Regions from separate parts of the Zea mays genome. Here region 1 is linked to region 2. A link is a contact called in public Hi-C data. All regions are on one chromosome and are shown on one strand. Each heading gives the region's core, a stretch centred on a gene start, on an enhancer-like site or on the middle of the called end of the contact. The rest is flanking DNA. Distances are from core to core; before and after follow the strand shown. Region 1 holds the start of LOC100216947 (Uncharacterized protein family UPF0090). Region 2 holds the start of LOC103646427.

The links. A called contact is a pair of places that touch in the nucleus more often than the background predicts.
Region 1: a Hi-C map of leaf shows a contact between it and region 2, with 5 times the contacts expected there. The contact joins the promoter of LOC100216947 here to the promoter of LOC103646427 in region 2. A contact is called at or near these places in 2 of 25 Hi-C or Micro-C datasets (ear and leaf).

What each region holds. Positions count from the first base shown.
Region 1 is chr2:50,530,712-50,538,359 of Zm-B73-REFERENCE-NAM-5.0, forward strand. It overlaps LOC100216947 (Uncharacterized protein family UPF0090), which reads left to right and starts at 2,274. Exons shown (of 6, transcript NM_001359523.1): 1 at 2,274-2,444; 2 at 2,546-2,671; 3 at 3,418-3,500; 4 at 3,568-3,743; 5 at 4,218-4,326; 6 at 4,458-5,116. The coding sequence starts at 2,360. The coding sequence ends at 4,766. LOC100272930 (putative pectinesterase/pectinesterase inhibitor 51) reads right to left here and starts at 2,193. Exons shown (of 1, transcript NM_001147382.1): 1 at 465-2,193. The coding sequence starts at 2,131. The coding sequence ends at 716.
Region 2 is chr2:50,328,477-50,335,324 of Zm-B73-REFERENCE-NAM-5.0, forward strand. It overlaps LOC103646427, which reads right to left and starts at 3,363. Exons shown (of 6, transcript XM_020548296.3): 1 at 2,855-3,363; 2 at 1,337-1,903; 3 at 1,138-1,244; 4 at 1-1,032. The coding sequence starts at 3,034.

The DNA of each region.
Region 1 (7,648 bases), core at 1,024-3,523, 200 kb after region 2:
CTAATTTGCAAATACCAAGTATAATGTTACCAACAGAAGTTCTGAATAAATCGGTGACTGCTAGTATCCATTCAGCTAATACAGAAGGTGCAACATTGACCTTTCTTTTTCCACTGATTAGCAAATATTAGGAAATATTTCTTTCCGTGCTAGAAATAGTAATATAATGAGTGTAAGTGTCCATTGGAAGCTAGAAACCATAACAACAAAAAATAATAGGCCAGAAACAATGCACGGATATATATATATATATATATATATATATATATATATATATATATATATATATATATATATATATAGTAAATAACGTAAAAGGCATTCTACCATATTCTATAGAGAAAACAATTTTAATCTTTACTATATGCAAGGAACAGTTTAATTAAAAAACAGAATTATTACTAAAAAATAGGTACATATATAGTAAGAAAACAAAACACGAACCACATCAGTTTGGATTTTCTAACAGGAACCACATGTGTCTCGAGATCCTTGGAATAATGGATGAATGTATTTACCGTTCCAGAAAATTTTCACTATCGTGCTGTTAGGCTATCTCCAGCAGATTCACTATCACATCCTCTATCACATTCCTTATTTCAAACTCCTCTCAGTGTCATATATAGTTCCGTATCTCCTATTCTGCATAGTTTACTAGAGACAGTCTTAAGGTGCCAATAAGTCACTGATCCAAGAACAACAATTTACACTGTAGTTAGTACGCAATCCATTGATGGCCCTGAATGAAGTTCTCCGTTGAAAAGTGTTTGACATACTGTTCTGGTGTCTGACTGCTCCACTCAACCCTTGCTGTGTGGTTTGCACCAGGGCCTCGACTGTCAAACTCTCCATAATACAGTGTACTGAGAGCAAAATCACCTCGCCATGGAAGCCATCCCTCCGGCCTGACAACTGTCCCCAAGTAACAGCTGACATACAATGTCCTGGCATACTCCTTCCATGGCCGGCCCAAATACAGTCTGTATGAATCTGGCTTTCTCCGAAACAATTCCACAAACCCTTTGTTCCCATCCACAGTGCAATTCACAAATACAAACCCTGTCGTCTGCCCCGGATCAATCCTCCCACTAGCCGCCACCACGTTTCGTGCGCGCTTCTGAGCTCCCTCGGCCCGTGGTACAGTCTTAATCACACATTCCTCAAACACTGCTGCTGCATTCCCAAATATAAAATCCACTGTCCCTACAATATGGCACCTGCGGTAGAACTGCCGCATTGTGTGAGCATACAGCGTATCCTGATGTCCACGGAACTCCACATTCTCCAGCACTGACCGATCGCTGTCAGAACGGAACGCTACAGCCTGATGAGCTCCAGCACCAGCGCTGTTCTCAAATGTTATATCCCTCGCACGGAACCCGTCACCGATCACATCCACCGTCGCAGTTTCATAAGTTCCCAGCCCATCGATCCCCACGCTCCGGGACGCAGTGATAACAGTAGCTCCCATACCCTCCCCCATCAGCAAAATGTTGGCCTTCTCATACGGAATCACGACATTTTCCTTGTACGTACCTGCACCAACTGCGATGGCGAAGTGCCCAGCGCCAGCGGTGTGGTTCGGCGCTGCGTCCACCGCGGCCTGCACGGTCGAGTAGCCACACGGCTTCACACCGGAATTCGGTTTGCACACCGTGGCGTCGGGGCGGATCCTCGCAGGGAATGCGGCGGCAGGGGCGGAAGAGGGAGGAGGTTTCAGGGCGGCATTTAGGGTTTGTGGGGCAAGGGAATTGAGGAAGCGGGACGTGAGGGGGTGGGAGCGGAAGGCCGGGAGCGAGAGGAGGTGGGAGCAGTCGTACTGGCACTGGAGCGAGCCGGAGGCGAGGTGGAGCGCGGCGGGGACGTCGCCGGACTCCAGGGACGACAACGAGGCGCGGAGGCGGTGCAGCGAGAGGGCGAGGTGGTCGGCGCAGGGCCGCGCGTAGGAATTCGGCGACGGGTGCGCAGCGATGGCCGCGTGGAGGAGCGAGGCGGGCGCGGTGGTGTGCTCCCAGGGCGGCGCGGCCGGGAGGAGGACGAGCAGCGTAAGGAGCAGGAGCCCGGACGCCGCCGCGGCGAACTGGAGGAGGCGACCGCGGCGTGGGAGCGGGTGGGGGTGGCCGCGCGGCATTTGGCGGACATGCGCGTCGGAGCGGAGGCGGCGTGGCGACACTAGTTCGCGTTGTGTTCTTCGATGTGTACAGTACTCGTTCGTTTCGTCTCCATTGGTAACCGGGAAGGACCGAAGGAGGGTGAGGACGTGTCAGTTATGGCGGACTTTCAGAAAGACGTTTCCGCATCCTGTTGGCGTACGCCGTTACCAGCTTAAAAGGATAAGCTGGCCTCGTCACCACGCTCCATGGTGGCTCTGAAGTCATCTGTTAACCGATGGATTTGGTCGTCGAAAGCGTCGTTCATGGGCGCTTACCCGTCAGGCCATCAAGGTTTCCTCTTCTGCCCGGCTCGTTGCCCTCCACTACCGTGGCACTGAGTGCTGCCTTTTCCGGACGTCCATGCCCACCCATTGTTCGTCGGAATGCCCCAGCGGTGGTGCCATTTGCCAAGAAGAAGAGGAATGAATATATCGAAGATCCGCCAGATGAGGAGGTCGCAGATGATTTCACCGACGAGATGGAGGAGGACTTCGACGACGCCAAAGAAGACGAAGGCGGTAATGGATTTTGTGAACTCGGTGATGTTTGTTTTTCCTGTTTGGGATTTCCGGCTGACTTCCTGTGGGACGACTGGGGATTGTGGTCCCTGCAGTTTGCTCCATTTATATGCTCCCCTCATCTGATTGTTCGCACTGTGATGCATCCCCTCTAAAATTTTAGTGAGAAGCGTTTTGCGCATCTGTTCCTTTTCATGTGCTTGTGTCTTATCGTTCACTATGAATCATCCATGCTAGCAAGGTGTGTGGTACGATCATCTACACACATGACTACGAGTTATCCTACAATATGCAGACTCTTCCATTTGTTTCAGAAGAAGATGCAGTTGCACTGCACATTGTTGGGACCTACAATCACCACGAAATTGAGGGAAAGATGTCATTGATCATTTGCGTAACTCATTAGTCCTTACCTTGTCAAGGTTTATGCTTTCTAGCACGAACACTTGGAGGTGCAACACTACAGTCTTGTTAGTAAATTGGGACAGGGCTGATGTAGTGATGTATTTCCTTCTATTGCAAACATCAATAATGATTTATGGTCTTAGGTTATGTAGCGGTTCTGATTTACAATGCGTTTGTCTGAACTTGTGTGCTCTAAAACATACAGTGTTTCAGCAACCAGCATACTTGTCTGCTCATGACTTTTGATGTCCCCTGCTCAGTTAGTATTATTAGTTTCATATATAAGCCAAGCAGTACTTTGTTATACTAAATAAAGTTACTTCGTTCACCAAATCATGCAGATGTAATGGATGATGACGAAGAGTATGAGGACGACTATGACTTTGAAGATGATTTTGAGAGTGATGATGAACAGGATCTTTATGTAAGTTTCACTCTACTTGCTTGATAAATACAGTTTGATTATGTAAACATTGAATTATGTTCTGGAGGCTGGAGATGGAGGTGCTGGTGGCGGTATATCCCTTGCTGGTGCATGGTGGGACAAGGAAGCGTTAGCTTTGGCAGAACAGGTCTCAGCATCATTCAACGACGACTTGAAAATATATGCTTTCAAGACAGCTGCAAATTTGACTATTAGAGTACGCATTGAGAAGATGTCCACCAGGTATTATCGATTTGCATCCATATGCAGTAGTTTCCCAAGTTTATGCATGTTTATGTTAGCTTGTTTTGAGCCAGAAAATCTTATAGATGCATGTAGTGGGTCAATATGTTGGTGCGTAGGATTTTAAGAGGAGGTCAATATGTAGTGTTTCAGTAAATCCAGATTGTGGCCTAACTAGAAAATGGCATATTTCAATGTATTCAAATGTAGATGCCATTAGGCAGTGAACTGACTATGGAAGTAAAAGTATGGATCAGAAACTTGGTATCTACTTAGGCACAACGCTATATAACATACTATTGACTAGCACATTAAATTTTCAATGGTGGGGCGGGGGCTGGTATGTTCCCACCTGTTTTTCATCAGGCTTGCTTTTCGTCATCCATAAATTTCTTTGCACGTCACCTTAAGGTCAGAGTTAGTTCCATGGACATGATTTATGTAATACATCTCATCGAGTGCATGATAAATTAGGTATGGTTCTCCAACGATAGATGACATTGAAGCATACACAATTGCATATCGTGCAAAGTTGGACGAAGCAGAGTCAGCAGGAAAGATACCGAAAAACATATCGTTGGAGGTATTTTCCCTTTATACAGAATACAAACTAGTTAAAGCTTTCTACTGTACTAAAGAAACAAACATCAGAAAGACTCTGTCTGTAGCTCTACTTGGCTTATATTACAAAAAAAATTGGTTATCACTTTGAAGGTGTCATCCCCTGGTGTGGAGAGAGTTATCCGTATCCCTGAAGAGCTCGAACGATTCAAAGAAAGGGCAATGTATGTCAGATACACTACAGCAAGCGATGAGGCAACCACACCTCAGGAAGGTGACGGCGTGCTAACGCTAATTTCCTATGACATGGACCTGCGAGAGTGCACCTGGGGCATAGCTGATGTGAAGATAAACCGGCAGCAGTCTGGCAAGGGCAGGCCCCTGAGCAAGAAGCAGAGGGAATGGAGGCTGCAGACACCGTTCGAGTCGCTGAAGTTGGTCAGGTTGTACTCTGAATGTTGAGATGCCAGTTTTTGAGTAAATTTTGAGTTTCCATTTGTTGCACTCCTTCGGCAGTTTATCCAGTCTCGCTGAACTCTGATATGCCACTGGATGCGCAGCTCATACTAGGTAGAATGATGTTGTACTAATGTACTATCTGTCACAATCAATTAGTTTTTTTTCATTGCTAACAGATAACAACAGAGGTTTAGCCACGCAAAGCAGAATGTTCTTTGCTTCACCTTTACAGTTTACAGGCACTTGATTTATTGTTTGTATTCTCCTAGATGTTTGTATAATCTGTTAGTGCATTGTATATTTTTTTAGAGTTTTATTAGGGCCAGGCCCCAGTTGTATCATTAAGAAGACCTTGTTGCTTGCTCTATACGGGCCTGTTTGTTAGGGATCCGCTGTTGCTATGTGAACGAGCCTTACCAAACGGTTTAGCAGAGAAAATTGTTTAGAACGACTAGCTAGTTGCCCGTGCTTTGCTACGTTTGTTATATAACATATAAATAAGTATTGAGATATTTATTTAAATATAATTACTGTTTATTTTTAAATACTAAGCTATGTGTGGTATTGTGGTTAGCTTCAATTTTTTGGAGTAGGAGGACGTGGATTCGAGTGTTCGGCACTATTTTTTTGCGGACTCCAGTCGGAACGCATGGAGCGGGTTCAGAGTGTCAGCGCAGAAGATAAAGTTGTAGTAGCATCAGATGTCCACATTAGATTCTTGATAGAGTAGTATATATATATAATAAGATGAAGTAAATGAATCAAATCTTATTTTCAGTCTCCTCTAACTTAGAGCGGAGGTTTGGGGCCGTGTCCTTCCTGCACAGTTTTACACGGTCGTTCCACCTCATGCCAATACACCCTACAATATATAGTCACCCTACAATATATAGCCAATGTACATGGGGTGTTTAGGATTGCTTCATGTTCAGCTCTAGTGTAAATATGTAGTTTATCTATACTGTAAAAGATCAAGTTTTTATTTTGTCCATAATAACCGTTAGATTTATTTTTTATTTAAATTGTATGGTCGTTGGAAGCCGGCAGAAACTCAAGGAGTTGCTGTGTCAATTAGGTGTTGTGGGGTAACGGTCATTCTAGATTTGAGTTTATCGGGATACCATATAATGATTGGGACTATGTATACTTATTTGTTGCTGATGCATCTAGCGAGGTCATCTGAAAACCGAAAATAGTAGGTTTTTTCAAGTGCACGTGTGAGTTTTTTAGTGTTTCTTTTGTTCTTTCATATGTTGTTCTAACTGATCCGTTATAATTCCACAAAATGCTTAATAAATTGATCGTCATCAGAATTATGTCATGGAGCGAAGGTATGAGGGAGTCAAGCTTGATCCCCTTGCTTGATAATCTTCTGGTCCCTATATATCGTGAAGTGTGAGACAAAAAATTTTCTTCGCTTCTTCGCGCACTTGGCGTGTTGTCGCAGCGCATCATACCATTGCTTCATGAGATCTTTCAACAGTCGTTGCTGAAAGCATCTAGGCCCCTAGTTGGTTTTAGTAATTAATGACAACGTAATGTTATATGTGACTAACGTGTGTTTTGCAGAGACAAATGGTAAGTTAGGTCGCATTACAGGTAGAAGTACTACAACGGTGAAAACAATCCCGGAGATAAGAACTCGAAGCGACGGCTAAAACGACGAAACAAAAGGTGAAGGACTACGGAGTCCGAGTGTCAAGGAGATGTGGACACTCCTGATTTAGTTAGGTCTTTTATTCTCTTTTAGCCGTACTATAAAGAGGGGTTGTCGATGAGTAGTTTGACCAAGAGAGTTCTAGTGTAGTGTTGGTGCACATTCACACTCACATGTAGTGCTAGGTGTCACTCTAGACCTCACACTCAAGTTAGAATGAAAACCGATTTGAAATACAGCTGAAAACAAGAAATAGGGTTTCTGGCCTTGGGGCACCGGACTGTCCGGTGCACCCTCTGCCAGGTGGGGCCAAGGTGGCCCTGGGGAAGAGTTTTCCCTGAAGAAACCCGAGAGCGTCAGTTTCAAAAATAAATTTTAGTGGCGCACCGGACAGTGCACCGGACTGTCCGGTGTGTCATCAGCCCAACGGCTAGCTGTCAGAACTAGCCGTTGGAGTCGACCGTTGGCGCACTGGTGGCGCACCGGACTGTCCGGTGCGCCCATGCGCAGAAGAATGCTAGTAACGGCTAGTTGGTGGGTGAGGGCTATTTATACCCCCTCCACCCACCATATTCAATGTCTTGCTGCCCACATTAATTCCAGCACATTGCTAGAGCATTGCAAGCACCAAAAGCCTAGTGAGGAGATTAAAGAATCTTAATCCCGTATTTGTTCCTCATTAGCGCTAGCGAGAGCCACCTAGAGCACACACCACTTGCATTAGGCTTCTCTTGGTCAAGCGAAAGTCTACGACTTGTTACTCTTGGTGATCGGCATCACCTAGACGGCTTGGTGGCCTTGGGAGCTCGGTGATCACCGTGAAGATCTTGTTGGTGACCCGACTCAAATTTGTAAGCGGTCTCGAGGGATCCACCGCGCCAGAGTGGCAGACGATCATCTCGTAGTGAGCACTTGGTTCTTGCGAGGACCAAGGGGGAGCGATACCCTTGCGCGGGTGCTCCAACGAGGACTAGTGGAGAGTGCCGACTCTTCGATACCTCGGGAAAAATTGGAGGAGTCTTCTAAACCTTGCTTTACATTCCGCACTTAATTCAAGCACTTTACATTGTGTATTTGTTTTGCAAGTATTTGAAGTATTATCTTAGCATTGTTATATTTCTAGTATTATTATCTTAGTGCTAGTTGTTGGGGTGAAGTTGGGCTCTTGCTTAGGTTTTGATTACTGTTGATTTTTAGAAAAGCCCAATTCACCCCCCCTCTTGGGCAT
Region 2 (6,848 bases), core at 2,113-4,612:
GACGAAGAAGCACTGAACAAAGAACGGACTACAGAGCTTGTCCCAACAACATTTGTCCTGGAACTTTCAGGAACCTCAGAAAGTGGTGCTTTCCCAGACGAATTGATGCTCAAAGGGGTAGACACATTTGCAACAGGTGCTGTCAATGGACTCCCATTCTCCTTTGCTTCAAAGAACTTTGATCTCGTATCGGAAAGAGCAGAGTTCATCCGCTCAAGGCCAGCATCGCCACTCAGGTGTTGAACCTTATCTCGTAAAAGCTTTTGATCATCAATAACCTGTTTCTGAATTGCCTTCATGTCATGTGTAAGATTGTTTTGCGAGTGCCTGTCTGCAGTTAGCTTGCATGTTTGCATCATTGACAACTCAAGCTTGCATGCAGCCCTGACAAGATCTTCCTCCAATAATCTTGCATCTTTTACCTTCCACACCACAAAGCTGTAAAGATACGAACACCACGCCTTGTCAAAATTAGCCAACTGTGCCCTGAACTTCCTCTGGCCAGTAACACCAGATGACTGCCCTGGTCCATCAAGAATTACCTTAATCAACAGCTCGAACTCCTTGATAAAGTTTGCTGCCGACTCGATAAGCTGTTTCTCCCGCTCACCTTGCCCACTTAAAACAGCACTGGGATGAGCCAGTATCATGTAAGCACAGAGCACCACCCTCAGTGAGTATCTGGGCAATTTGATGCTTGCCTCAGAACTTTTAGCTGGTCTTTTTACCACTGCCCGAGTTTTTCCTTCTCTGCTAGGAGGAGCCTTCCTCCTTGGGGGAGAACCAAGGCGTTTCAGAAGATGATCAACATTTTCTACTGATGAAGATGCTACTGAATGAGAAATGACAAGGCGTTTCTCCAATCGGTCGAGTAATGCCTTCGTGCTCCGAAGAACTACAGGAGATTCCATTGACATGGCTAATTTTTCAAAAGGCATATTTTTCACAGACTTCTCATTAATCCCCAAGGCATCATAAGCTTGAGCCAAAGCAAATGTTGTCTTCCTGGACTTCACAAATATTCTCCAGTGTCTGAAGTACAAAAAAATGACAAAAATAGTGATGATAATTCCCCTCATCAGACAAGAACAAGAAAAATATATCAAAATATGCACTTGTTGGAAGCCATATTAGTACCTTGCTAGTTTTCTTGAAAGGGCATATGCATGCTTTAAGTAATCAGCATGGGTTGAACCACGAGGACTTCCTCTTTGTTTCAAATACTCAGCCCTCTGCCTCTTCGCCTGTTCCAGTAAGATAATCTCTGGATGTTAGAAACAGAACACAAGGATAAAAAAATGTTTAACAGAACACTATGAGAGTTGAGAATACATACCCTTTGAAGTTTGTTGTCCAGCTGTTCTTTCAGTTTTCTCCTCTCTGATTCTCTCCGGCTGCATACAGTCATGGCAGCTTTTTGGATGCGTAAAAGCCTAGCTTGAGCCTTGGTCTTTTCAGCTTCCAGCAACCTCAGTCGTTTCTTCTCAGCAGCAGCGCGCTTCAGAGAAATTGCAGAGCGCACCTGCTCCATGTATTTGCTCTCTGATTTTGCCTTCTGCACCAGGGACCTCGCTGTCCTCTCCTTCAGTGCGGCCCGCTTCTGCATATCGGCATGCAGAAGGCGCATGCGGTTCTCCTCTGCCTGTCGGACACGAGACTCAACTCTGGTCTCGAGTTCTTCCCTTTCCTTCTCAAACCTCATTTCCACATCATTCTTAGCAGCTTGTCTGAGTTCATCCAACTTGGCGAGTCGGTTCTGTGCCTTCGCCAAGAGGCTTAGCCTTTTCTGCTCAGCAGCCAGAAGCTTCGCTTCAAGGCGCTGCCCATGGTCTTCTTCTTGAGAGGACCACGACGGGCTCCGTGGCTTCTTCCTTGCTTTGCAGGCCAACCATTCACGGAATTGCTGAAAAACAACATTCGAAAAGTCAACAAGTTATCCTATACTGCAATCAGTCCAATTCGACTCCAATAGTTGTTTCCTATGACACTTTACTCCCAAAATGAATCAAACAAACAGTAAACACGACAACTCTCAAGAACCATTGGACTACGACAAGAACCATCGGACTACGAAAGACTACGAAAGTCCGTGAAGAGACGGGCTTAATTTTTTTAACTTAGGCCCCTAGAGACCCATCAAGAGACTCCTCATTAAACGGTTTAGAGCAAATTTAACAAAACATCGACTAGCAAATCACAATTCACATTAAGCAACAAAAAGCTCCAACCATGTTTTTGGTCACCAAATTTTGCAGAGGTACATGTGTGTCAAGTTACTTCTAAGCCAATCCACGCGGTCGGTGCTTGTGTTGCTCCAACCAATTTTTTTCCGGACAAGTCAACGTGGATGGTAAAACGAAACAACGGAGCAACCTTCAGGTGCTAGTTTTCTACAACTAAATCTTTCAGTAGTATTTTCTAAACCAGAGATCCTTTAACGGTGCTCATCCAATTTTCCCAAACCTTCCACAATCCACACACTCTGCAGTCTGCACCTCCCAATTCCTCGTTCCTACACCCTTACTTGCCAACAAATTCGCACATGAAAAGAGTAAAACAGGTTTTGTCTCGCCAAAAGGAACTCCAATTTGGAATTAATGGCCAATGAAATCGCAGGAGAAATCCAGAAAAAAAAAAAGAACAGCTTCAGAAACGGGCGGAGAACAACTACCCTGGCCTCGCCTCACCGCACCAGTAAAAAGCGATCAAGTAATTATCGTGACCGCTACGAATTATTTCGACTTCACAGTTCACGCCGAAGCAACCCAACTGGCAACTACGAGCAAGCAAGAAGCAACGTAAACCAAACTAGCACGCGGCGGGAAGAAGGAAACAGGACGAAAGGGACACGTACCTGCCTCCGGAGCTCGGCCTCCCTAAGCCTGGCCTCGATCTCCTCCACGCTCGCCGGCGCCCCACCGCCGCGCGCCCCCTCCACCAGCCTCCTCCTAATCCGCCGCGGCGGCGCCCTCGCCGCCGCTGGCCCTTCCTCCGCTGGTATCTCCATGGCCACCGGCTCCCGCGCCCCCGTCATCAAACCCTCCGATCAACCCAACTCGCGGGCGGAGAGACCGAGTCGAGCGGGTTTCCGCAAGCAACCGCGTGTTCCCTCGCCGCCCTTGCCTTTCCTCCGCTGCGGCTGCGGCGCGCTACTTTACTCTCCCTCTTCTACCTCCTTCCCGTTGCCTCGCAAGTACTTTGTTCCGTTAATGGATGATCGCGCGCCGCTCGATTCATATAGGGAGCGAGCTGCCGTGGGAAGCGGTTCGGGAATCTTGAAGGTGATCGGACGGCCGAGCTCAGTCGAAGATGGACGAGGGTGTTTTGGTAATTTGAGTGTTGTCACGGCGTTAGTGCCTTCCAGACGGTTCGGCAGTTGATCCCAGCGGGTGGGCCGGGCACTTTCTTTCCTCTCGGCCTGCGGGTTTGACCAAACTGCCCCTCCAGTGCCTTTCCAAGTCCGCGTCAGTGTGTCCGGTGCTGTCTGCTTCGTGATTTTTGTTTTTTTTTTCCTTCTTAGGAGGAACGTGTGGTTCCTCTCCACACGGAGGCTACTAGGCTAGCAACTAGCATATAGTGCGGCACAAGGAATTCATTTAGGATTACGTTTGTAATTAACTTAATCGATTTTGCTCATATGTATGTGTGCTTCTGCGCCTGTAACTCTGTCTGAATAAAAGGTTTGAAGAACAATGAATTTTAAGAAATGTGCTCAGTGCTACACTCTTTATTATGAGATGTTTTGATATTTTTAGATATATTTCTCTAACTGTATATCGAGATATGATGTATATCTAAGTATATAAAAAATCTGTGTCTAAAAAGATAAAAACTATTTTATAATTTAGAATGGATAGAGGACTAATATAACTTGAAAAAAACAGTGCCAAGCAAACCAAAAGTTGATATACATGCAGGCGACAAGTACTCCCTCAACCTTAAAAAAGAGTACAATTCTATATCTATATACATAATAGCTATACATATAATGTACATATATAATATTAAAGCGTAATTTATCATTCATCTATTCTGGCTCTTCGCTACTAATTATATGAAACAAAAACTATCTTTATTCGAGCGTCTACGATCCAGAGCGGCCAGCAAGGCTCATCGCGAAGTGCATTAAAACGGATTTTTATTTATATCACGGGAAACACTACGTTTTTCATGGCAGTGGCCGAACAAAAAAATAGATTAAAGGAAGAGCTACTAAAACAAAGCACGTTTAGCGAAGGAGGCAGTGGACACAGCACCTGTCTTGGGACAGTGGGCTGAGAGCAGGGACGGGGTGGTAAATTTAGAGGTCTTGTACTAAAATTCAAAAGAGGTCTTATTTTATAGAAAAATATAATCAAAATTATATAATTTATGTATTCTGAATTGTAAAAGGTTTACTAGATAACACTTATAACTCTTTATATTAAATCTATCTGTTTTTAAGAAATTATATTGTAATAGAATACATAAATAAACAAATGTATTGATAAATGTGTTTGAAGAGCAACAATCTAGTTGTTAATTGAGTTCAGCTTAGATGATATAATGTTAGTCTGTTCACTGATAAATATTGTTTAGGCTTACTGTTGAGCTAAGAAGTTTTTTAGGCCCCTCAGAATTTTGGGCCATGTGCAATCGCACTTGTCGATAAGGTCCGACCTTGGCTGAGGGTGAGTACCACTACGACATTTTTGCAGGCCTAGCATGCTGCAACATCCTGCCGCAATGCCACTTGTGCCTTATATTGGGTGTCTGCACGTTGATGGTTGTTGGAGATGCGTTGGTCGTGTGGGCTCGCTCGTGGTTGCGTTTTGTGTGGCAGAGTGGGTGTGCAGTGCGCTGCACATTGGGGTCTACTGAAAGTTGCCTAGAGGGGGTGAATAGCCAAATCTGAAATTTATAACTTTAAGCACAACTACAAGCCGGGGTTGATGTTAGAAATAAAACGGAGTTCGCAAGAGAGGGCTAAAACAAATCAACCAAATAAATAGAACGGATGACACGGTGATTTGTTTTACCGAGGTTCGGTTCTTGCAAACATACTCCCCGTTGAGGTGGTCACAAAGACCGGGTCTCTTTCAACCCTTTTCCTCTCTCAAACGGTCACTTAGACCGAGTGAGCTTTTCTCCTCAATCAAATAGGTCACTTAGACCCCGCAAGGACCACCACACAATTGGTGTCTCTTGCTTTGATTACAAATGTCTTGAGAACAAGATGGGGAAGAAGAAAAGCGATCCAAGCGACAAGAACTCAAATGAACACGAAAATCTCTCACTCACTAGTCACTAAGTGTTTGGAGTGATTTCGGACTTGGGAGAGGATTTGATCTCTTGTTTGTGTCTTGGAGTGAAGTCTAGAGCTCTTGTATTGAATGCAATAGCTGGAAAACTTGGATGCCTTGAATAGAGGTGGTTGGGAGTATTTATAGCTCCAACCACCAAAACAGCTGTTGGGGAGGGCTACTGTCGATGGGCGCACCGGATAGTCCGGTGCGCCACCGGACACTGTCCGGTGCACCAGCCACGTCACCCAACCGTTAGAGTTCTGACGGTTTCGACCGTTGGAGCTCTGACAGCCTGGGCCACCGGACAGTCTGGTGTCGCACCGGACAGTCACTGTTCACTGTCCGATGCGCCTTCTAGCGCTGCTCTGACTTCTACGCGAACTGTCCGCGCACTGTTCACGTTGCAGGCGACCGTTGGAGTCGACCGTTGCGCTTGGGAGTCGTTGCTCCGCTGGCACACCGGACAGTCCGGTGACCTAACGGACAGTCCGGTGAATTATAGCGGAGCGTGGCCTCAGAAACCCGAAGGTGAAGAGTTTGAAGTCGATCCACCCTGGTGCACCAGACACTGTCCGGTGGTGCACCTGACACTCTGGTGCGCCAGACCAGGGTTCACTTCTGTTTGTTTTACTCCTTTCTTTTGCTCCTTTCTTTTGAACCCTAACTTTAATTTTTTTATTGGTTTGTGCTGAACCTTTGGCACTTGTAGAACATATAATCTAGAGCAAACTAGTTAGTCCAATATTTGTGTTGGGCAATTCAACTACCAAAATCATTTAGGAAAAGGTTTGACCCTATTTCCCTTTCAATCTCCCCCTTTTTGGTGATTGATGCCAACACAAACCAAAGCAAATATATAAGTGCAGAATTGAACTAGTTTGCATAGGGTAAATGCAAAGGTTGCTTGGAATTAAACCAATTTATATTTTCATTAGATATGCATGGATTGCTTTCTTTCTTTTTGACATTTTGGACCACGCTTGCACCACTTGTTTTGTTTTTGCAAAATCTTTTGGAAAATCTTTTCAAAGTACTTTTGCAAATAGTCAAAGGTATATGAATAAGATTGCAAGAAGCATTTTCAAGATTTGAAATTTTTTCCCCCTGTTTCAAATGTTTTTCCTTTGACTTAAACAAAACTCCCACTGAATGAAATTCTCCTCTTGGTGCTCAAGAGGGTTTTACCAATTGAAAGAAGATTAACTATACCAATTTGAAAAATACTAACCAATTGAAAAATCCTCTTTAAATATTTTATCGTAAGATACCATTTGAAAACTTCATTTTTAAACTTTGAAATTGGTGGTGGTGTGGTGCGGTCCTTTTGCTTTGGGCTAATACTCTCTCCCCCTTTGGCATTAATCGCCAAAAACGGAGACATTTGAAAGCCCTTTTTACTTTCTCCCTGAAAGGAAAAATAGGCTTACACCTTTTCCTAATTGATTTTGGTGGTTGAATTGTCCAACACAAATAATTGGACTAACTAGTTTACTCTAGATTATAAGTTTTACAGGTGTCAAAGGTTCACAATAAACCAATAGAAAGACCAAGTAAGGGTTCAAA